Linked DNA regions of Pan troglodytes: region 2 is linked to region 1. The links are chromatin contacts, called in public Hi-C maps. All regions are on one chromosome and are shown on one strand. Each heading gives the region's core, a stretch centred on a gene start, on an enhancer-like site or on the middle of the called end of the contact. The rest is flanking DNA. Distances are from core to core; before and after follow the strand shown. Region 1 overlaps ZNF827 (zinc finger protein 827). Region 2 holds the start of ZNF827 (zinc finger protein 827).

The links. A called contact is a pair of places that touch in the nucleus more often than the background predicts.
Region 2: a Hi-C map of stem cell-derived neural progenitor cells shows a contact between it and region 1, with 2.3 times the contacts expected there. The contact joins the promoter of ZNF827 here to the enhancer-like site in region 1. A contact is called at or near these places in 1 of 7 Hi-C or Micro-C datasets (stem cell-derived neural progenitor cells) and 1 of 1 datasets of contacts at active chromatin or transcription factors (stem cell-derived excitatory neurons).

What each region holds. Positions count from the first base shown.
Region 1 is chr3:147,658,035-147,661,785 of NHGRI_mPanTro3-v2.0_pri, reverse strand. It overlaps ZNF827 (zinc finger protein 827), which reads left to right. Exons shown (of 14, transcript XM_016952308.4): 5 at 2,491-2,724. Among named protein-coding and RNA genes, the nearest start is that of ZNF827, 68 kb to the left of the region's middle. Within about 2 kb of position 2,370, at least 2 of the 24 cell types and tissues checked have an H3K27ac peak or open chromatin away from gene starts, as enhancers often do. A contact at or near this core is called in stem cell-derived neural progenitor cells, where this site is marked.
Region 2 is chr3:147,726,408-147,730,192 of NHGRI_mPanTro3-v2.0_pri, reverse strand. ZNF827 (zinc finger protein 827) reads left to right here and starts at 2,449. Exons shown (of 14, transcript XM_016952308.4): 1 at 2,449-3,051. The coding sequence starts at 3,009.

The DNA of each region.
Region 1 (3,751 bases), core at 1,121-3,620:
ATCTCAAACAAAAAAAAAAAAAGAAAAGAAAAAAAAATTGTTGCCTTCATGAAGCCTACCTTGTTTTGTTTTTGTTTTTGTTTTTTTGTTTTTTGAGACAGAATCTCGCTCCGTCACCCAGGCTGGTGTGCAGTGGCATGATCTTGGCTCACCACAACCTCTGCCTCCTGGGTTCAAGCGATTCTCCTACCTCAGTCTCCCGAGTAGCTGGGATTATAGGTGCATGCCACCACGTCTGGCTTATTTGTATTTTTAGTAGAGATGGGGTTTCACCATGTTGGCCAGGCTGGTCTCAAACTCCTGACCTCAAGTGATCTGCCTGCTTCAGCCTCCGAAAGTGCTGGGATTACAAGCATGAGCCACCGCACCCAGCCATAAATTGTTAACATAATAAATTTTAAAAACCATATAGCATGTGATTAGTCTGTTAAACTAAATACTGCATAACAAAATGCCACAGACTGGATGACTTAAATAACAGATTTATTTCTCTGTTCTGGAGGCTGGAAGCCTAATATCAAGGTGTCAGCAGGTTTGGTTTCTCCTGAGGCCTCTCTCCTTGTCTTGCAGACGGCCGCCTTCTCACTGTGTCCTCGTGCAGACTTTCCTCTGTGTGCGTGCATCCCTGGTGTCTCTCTCTCTCTCTCTTCTTATTCTTCTGGTTCTTTAATGGAACCAGTCACAATGCATTAGGGCTCCACTCTTATGACCTCATTTAACCTTAATTACCTCCTTCGAGGTCCTACCTCCAGGTATATTCCACACTGGCAGGTTAGGGCTTCAACATATGAAGGGACACAATTGAGTCCATAACAGTAGGTTATTAGGTAATAAGTATTTGGAGGGAAAAATGAAAGTTAGATCAGGGTAAGAGAGGTTGGGAGGACTGTGAAGGTGGTGATTACAGTTTTGAACAGGATGATCAGAGTAGACCTCACTGAGCAGGTAGTATTTGAGCCGATTGGAAGGTCAAGTATTTTCAAGTTTTGTTACAATACACAGACCAGAAGTGGAGGTGGTGCGGTGGAGGCAGGTAAGGGACACAGCAGGGGAAGCCCATGGACTTAGGTTCTGGTCCCAGCTCTGCATCTTTCTGGTAGTGAAACTTCCAGATAGTTGTTTGGGCTTCTGGGGTTCAGTTTCCAAATATGCTGGTCTGTGTGAACTTGTGATTCCAGAATGCATATTCTTACAGGGGTATGAGATGGAAAACAGACTTTGTGCTTGAGTATTGGCTTGGAGTAGGTGGTAGGTAAGGGGTGATAGATGTTTGCTTTGGGGATTTATTTTTATCTTTTTGTCTGTTAAGATGGAATGGACTTAAGGCTCATTCTAATAAGTGTTTCTAAGAATCCTGTATTAGGATGAGATCCTCTTTCTCAAAAGATGGACACAATCAGTGTAATCAATCCTAAGTTCCTACCTCATGGACTCTTAAAGGGAGTGAGATGCCTGTGAAAGTGAAGAGTAGTAGGAAGAGGGTGCTTGTCTCTTCCTTTGTGGTCTTTCCTGGGTAGTATGTAGCCCAGTGGGGAAGGCCTGGTACAGTGTGGCTGAGCCACAGAATCCATCCCATAATAGGCCAGTTAGCTCTATCCTGACCACACACTCCACAGCAACCAACCATGCTAAAAATGGAAAAAGGACATTAGTGGAAAAACTGGTGAAATCTGAATAAAATCTAGAGTTTAGCTCATAGTAATGTGAATTTCTTAGTTCTGACAAATGTACCATGGTTATGTAAGATGCTAACATTAGGGAATTCTGGGTGAAGGATATATGGGAACTCTTGGAACCATCTTTGCAACTTCTCTGTAAATCTAAAATTATTCCAAAATAAAAACTGTTCTTTAAAAAAAAAAAGGCCATTTTGGACTCAGTGATGACTTGGACTACAGACATGGATTTATCACCATAATCAGAAGAACAGTGCTAAGTAAATGCCCCACTGTTTATGGATCAGTAGTGTCGTCTTTTAATGAGGCAAGAGTGGTCTCTCTCTAGTCTGAGCTTTTCTGTTTGGCAAATTCTCCATCCTCACCTTACCATTGCACCCCAGGTTTTTGCTTTGGGTACTGCCTCTGACTCATGTTTGTATTCAATATCTTATGGCAGAATAATTGCCTGAAAGCATTATTTCATAATAGGATTAGGTGGGGAGAGTGCTAATAAGTCAGGGAGGCAATGGCATACACAGGAAACAAGACGTCTAGGGAAACCAAAGAGAAAATGCCCAGAAACTTTGTAGAGGTAGCACTTCTTAAAATATTATAGGTTCAAAAGATTCAGAAGCCCACACTCCTCAGAGTTGTAGGCCCATGGAGTGTATTGTGTGGTTCTGCCCAGGGCCCAGCCTGTTCTGATGAGGTTGTGATCCCTCCGGTTGTTAGCACAGTGTGATTGTGCATTCCATACTTCGTGAAGTACCAGGGCAGCTAAGGAGGGGAGTGGCCTTTTATGTATATATAATCCCTTTTTTTCTTTTGACAGCTGCAAATCAGAAGGAGCCCATGAATCTTAATTTTAAAGTGAAAGAGGAGCCTAAGGAAGGGGAGTCCCTAAGCACGACTTTGCCTCGGTCCAGCTATGTGTTCAGCCCGGAATCTGAAGTGTCAGCCCCAGGCGTCTCTGAGGATGCACTAAAGCCCCAGGAAGGGAAGGGAAGTGTGCTAAGGCGGGATGTGTCAGTCAAAGCAGCCTCTGAACTTCTCATGAAACTCTCAGGTACTTGATTTATTCTAAAATATTCACATTCTGATAGTTTCACTTGCAGGCCAACTGGACTGCTTCCTGCATGGGTTATAATTAACCCAATGGCAGCAATATCGCATTATTGCTGTGAATTCAAAGAACGATCAGATTACTTGGCTTAAATTCCTGTGTTGTGTGTGAGTTTGTTTGTGTATATTAGCTGTGTACCTATCTTATTAAATACAACCTTTTCCTGACTATCACTGCAAATTGTTGGAAACCACTGCTGCTTTCTAAGGTGATATAGGCCATAATTTTAAATGGGTTCTAATGGTGTTCAAAGGTCTTCTGCTAACTGATCAAAATATCTATTCTTTCCTAATAGAGGACCTGGCATTTTGTGTGTATTTATACTACACTCTTTAAGCACCATTACAAATATTTTTCTTAACTTCATAAGCATTTGAGATGGCACTTGAAGTAATTACCAATAGAGTGGCAATAAGAGATTTTATGGATAGAGAATTTTATAATGGAATATTACAATAATTAATCTGTTCTTAAGATTAATGAATCATTCTTTACTAGCATCTAAATGTAATCTCAGCATATTAAATGTAGGGAAAATAGCTTATAATTTGAAATTCATATAGTCTGGATTTTCTTCCACGTCATCTCCTATCTGCCCTGTCCTCTCTGAAACAGGTAAAAACATAATGTCTTTTCAATTCAAAGATAGGACTTTCAGAACATGGAAAAAAAAGGTAATATCAATAATAATACTTGTCAAGTCATATCCCATCCTTAGTTCATTACCTCTTAAGCATAATTTTTAGAAACGATATTTAAAATGCTAATATGAATCAAAAGCTGTTTTTAGTTTGGAACTTGCTGTGCTTGGAGAATGAAAGCAAGAAATGCATTAGAGAGACTCCTTTAAGACCTGTAATTTCATCAGCAGTTCTGACTGTGTTTCTGGTTGACTAGTGGGTTGGAAAGTAAGAAATTAACAGTGATTTACTTAGTCGTTATATCAGAACAGTTGAAATTCCTGTACTTA
Region 2 (3,785 bases), core at 1,200-3,699, 68 kb before region 1:
CCAATCTGAGATTGAAACGGAAATTGTTCTGTCCTTATTTCCATTTTCTATTGTTGTGTACTATTTCAAATAATTTTTGGAAAGAGGTGGAGGTATGAATAAATTCAATTTAAAAATGCTTTTGGCTGTTGATAGAACACCTATATAATTAAAAGTTGACAGCATTTTCCTGCATGCCTTTAAAAGGTTGCAGGAAATGTACTCTGCTTTGAGGAAAGGCCTAAAGTGTGTTTTCAATTATAGCAAACTAAACATTAGGAAGAGTCCTAGCAATTCAGAAAAGGTAGTGGTGTGTCTATGCAGAGTCATAATCCTGAACACCCTAGCCAAAGGTTCTGAGAGAGCAGTGGTGAAGTGTGGTGACCATTTTGTTCAGCTGTAAAGATTCTACACACTCAGGGCGTTGGTCTACTTGGAAAGGATGGGCTCTAATTTATCATTAATATATTAATTTCAAGTCCAATGTCACCGACAATAGTCAAAATTATGGCAAATTGAATTTGACCTGAGTGGAAAGATAGTTATATTTCAAATTATAATGCAGGGCAACCTAACTACCAGTTTTTTAAAACCAACACTCGAGGAAGAACTGGTTTAAGGATGATGCTCCTTTTTTTTTTTTTTTTTTTGAGATGGAGTCTCGCTCTGTCGCCAGGCTGGAGTGCAGTGGCCCGATCTCGGCTCATTGCAACCTCCGCCTCCCAGGTTCAAGTGATTCTCCTGCCTCAGTCTCCCAAGTAGCTGGGACTACAGGAGTGTGCCACTACGCCCAGCTAATTTTTGTATTTTTAGTAGAGACGGGGTTTCACCATGTTGGCCAGGATGGTCTGGATCTCTTGACCTCGTGATCTGCCCACTTCCGCCTCCCAAAGTGCTGGGATTACAGGATGCTCCATTTTAAACTTGACTGCTCTCTGTTTTGGTTTTAGATTGAATTCATGCAGGTGTTTCAAACCTCGCTTTCAATAGCATTACTTGTTACTGGGAAGCTAGATCTTTTGGGGGGAGTTGGCAGGGAGGGGTTGAACGTGAGATTTCTCTATCAGTGAAAGACATCTTTTGGGAGATACAGCACTCTTTAAGCTTCACTTATAAAAGTGTGCAATATAAAGCCTTATTATTATTTTTAATAAGGCAGGTCAGAATTTAACCCCCATGGCTCTCTTTAACACCACTGAAGTTGTAAGAATTAACTCAACCTCAAAGAGGCATGAGTTATCCATGTAGGCTTATAGAGTGTCATTTTAATGTTCTATGTCTTTACTGTGCCTCCACTTTCTTTGATGAAAAGGTCTATTTAAAAATTGGTAGGAAAATATTTAACATAATAAGATGATGAGTCAGAGTTTTAAAAAAGCTAAAAAGGGAAGATGTAGTTAAATAATGCACCTTTTTATTTTTTAGCTACATCTGACTCATGACATATAATGTATTCTGCTAAGTTCAAAGTTTCCTCTTACAAAGAGAGTTTTATGAAACAACTCTTCTTCAGACCATTTTTATTTCAATTATAGTAGCAGGTTTTGGAGTTTAAATCATTAACAACCTCTGAGTGAACTTTTATCCAAATGACTGCAAGTCACAAAGAGAACAGTCCTCTTTCACCAAGTACCTTTTGTGTTCGAGTGAGACCCGTCCTTTTCTATTTTCCTTCTTTATGTCTCTCTTTGAAGAAAGATGTGTGATTTGTAAGGTAATGAAAGTATGTATCAGTTAATGAAAACTGCTATATTGGGCTCATAATGCACACTGGAATTGCTTCAGGGTAAACTTCATATACCTGCAGTATATAGCAGGGGAAAAAGTGAATTTCCGAAGTAAAGATTGCTGTGTGCACTCTAGGAGTATCACGTAGCAGTTAAAGCAACCATCAGGGGTGACCTAATCTTATTTTCCTCTCTTTGTCAAGTAGCTGTAATGTTCATTTAGGAGCATTTTTCAGTTTTAACTCCAGTGGACACTCCAAAACTGGGCACTTATTCTGTCAACTGTCAACCAAGTTATTGATTCACCATATGTTGTCTTTTCATTTTTTTTAAATTAGTTTTTTTGGAATGTTTTTGAAGAGTGTGTGGGAGACGATAACCTCCAGATTTAAGGTGATGGGGTAGGGACAAAAGCCTGCAGAATTTCATACAGAACAAAATGTAGCTTAATAAACAAAAGAAAGTTAAGAGAGAAATTTATTTCCTTTTTAAAAATCAGTAAAATAATGAACTAATCGTTGTTTAAAGAGTGGGAAAAACTTTTTTCCCCCTAGATTTGGTGACTAGCGGGATAAATTTGAAGAACTCCATCCCACCCCCGCACGCGCGCCCCCCATTCTTTCCAGACAGAGCGGTTGTAAATCCGAGGCTGAGTCCGCCCTGGGAGCCTTGGGGCACCTTCCTCTTTGCTCTGTGTGTGTGTGTGCGTGCGTGTGTGTGTGTAGCTCTCGCTCTTTCCCTCAGTCTGTGCCTCTGTGTGTGTGTGAGTGTGTGTGTGTGACAGAGAGCGAGAGAGAGAGCGCGAGAGGAGAGAGAGCGAGAAAGAGAGAGAGAGAGCAAGAGAGCGAGCTGTGAGCTGTGCTGCCGCCGCCGCTGCCCTTTGATCCCGACATTAGTGTTAGGGGCTCGGAGACACAGAGCGCGGCCATAGACACCGCCGCACTGGCACTCATTTATTTATACCTCCCATCACACACGCGAGCATAGGACACACACACACTCACACCTATTAGATCCGTTTCCATTGAAGAATATTACGCTCGGGGACAAGCCAGGTGCACGACCAAAAATTTAAAAAAAAAAAAAAGGAAAAAAGAAAGGAAAGAAAAGAAGAAAACCCCTCTTCTGGCTCCAGGAAACAAGCTTCAACCCATTGCACACACCGGAGAAGGGGTTTCCCCCTGCCCGCCCGCCCGCCCCCCAACTACCTCCCCGCTCCTGCCAGTGTCTGCCTCTCTGCCCCCACGGGGGTTTATTTGATCTCACATTAACCAAGGAGGAGAATGTGAGAAAAGGGGGAAAATGCCCAGGAGGAAGCAGGAGCAGCCCAAGCGCCTTCCCTCACGTAAGTCATCCCTTCTCCACCTCCTCTCGTGCCATTTTCTCGCCCTCCCTCTCCTCTTTCCCCTCCGCAGCCTCCTCCGTTGTTTTCTGCATTAGTTTAGGGTTACAGAGGTGAAACTAACAAAGACACAGCCCGGGTTACTCCTCGTTTAGGTCTATGCTGAGGCAGCCATGTTGGTGATGATCAGCCCCGTGCCCTTTCTATTCTCTCTCTCTTTTTCTTTCTTTCTCTCACCCCCCCCCTCTTTTTTTCCTTGAGATTGGGCTTTTTTTTCCCTTTCCCTCCCCTTCCCCCTCCTCACTCTGGGTTGCTGGGGGGAGGGGGCAAGAGAAGGGAGGAGGGGAGTAGTGTGGATGCCGGGGGTTTTATCGGGGGTTTGGTGGGGGGAGGTGGGAGAGGTTGGAATCTTAAAAAAAAAAATTCCTTGTGGATTCCGGCGCCTGAGGGTGCGGGGGTCGGGGCGCGCGGAGGGCTGGGGGCCGTGACATGGCGTTTGGGGGTGTCAGGGAGAGGGCGCGCAGCAGCCGCCGGGTACAGGATCCAGGGAGAGGTCCGTCCCTGGCTAAAGGTTGCGCCGGGGTTGGTCGGCCCCCGAGCCGCCGGCGGCAGCGGCGGCGGCGGCTGGAGCAGGAGGAGGCGGAGGTGGAGGAGGCGGCGGCGGAGGAGGGGAGTCGGGGGCGGGCGAGGCGGGAGCGGCTGGGGAGGGTGTAGGGGCACCGCACACAAACACACGG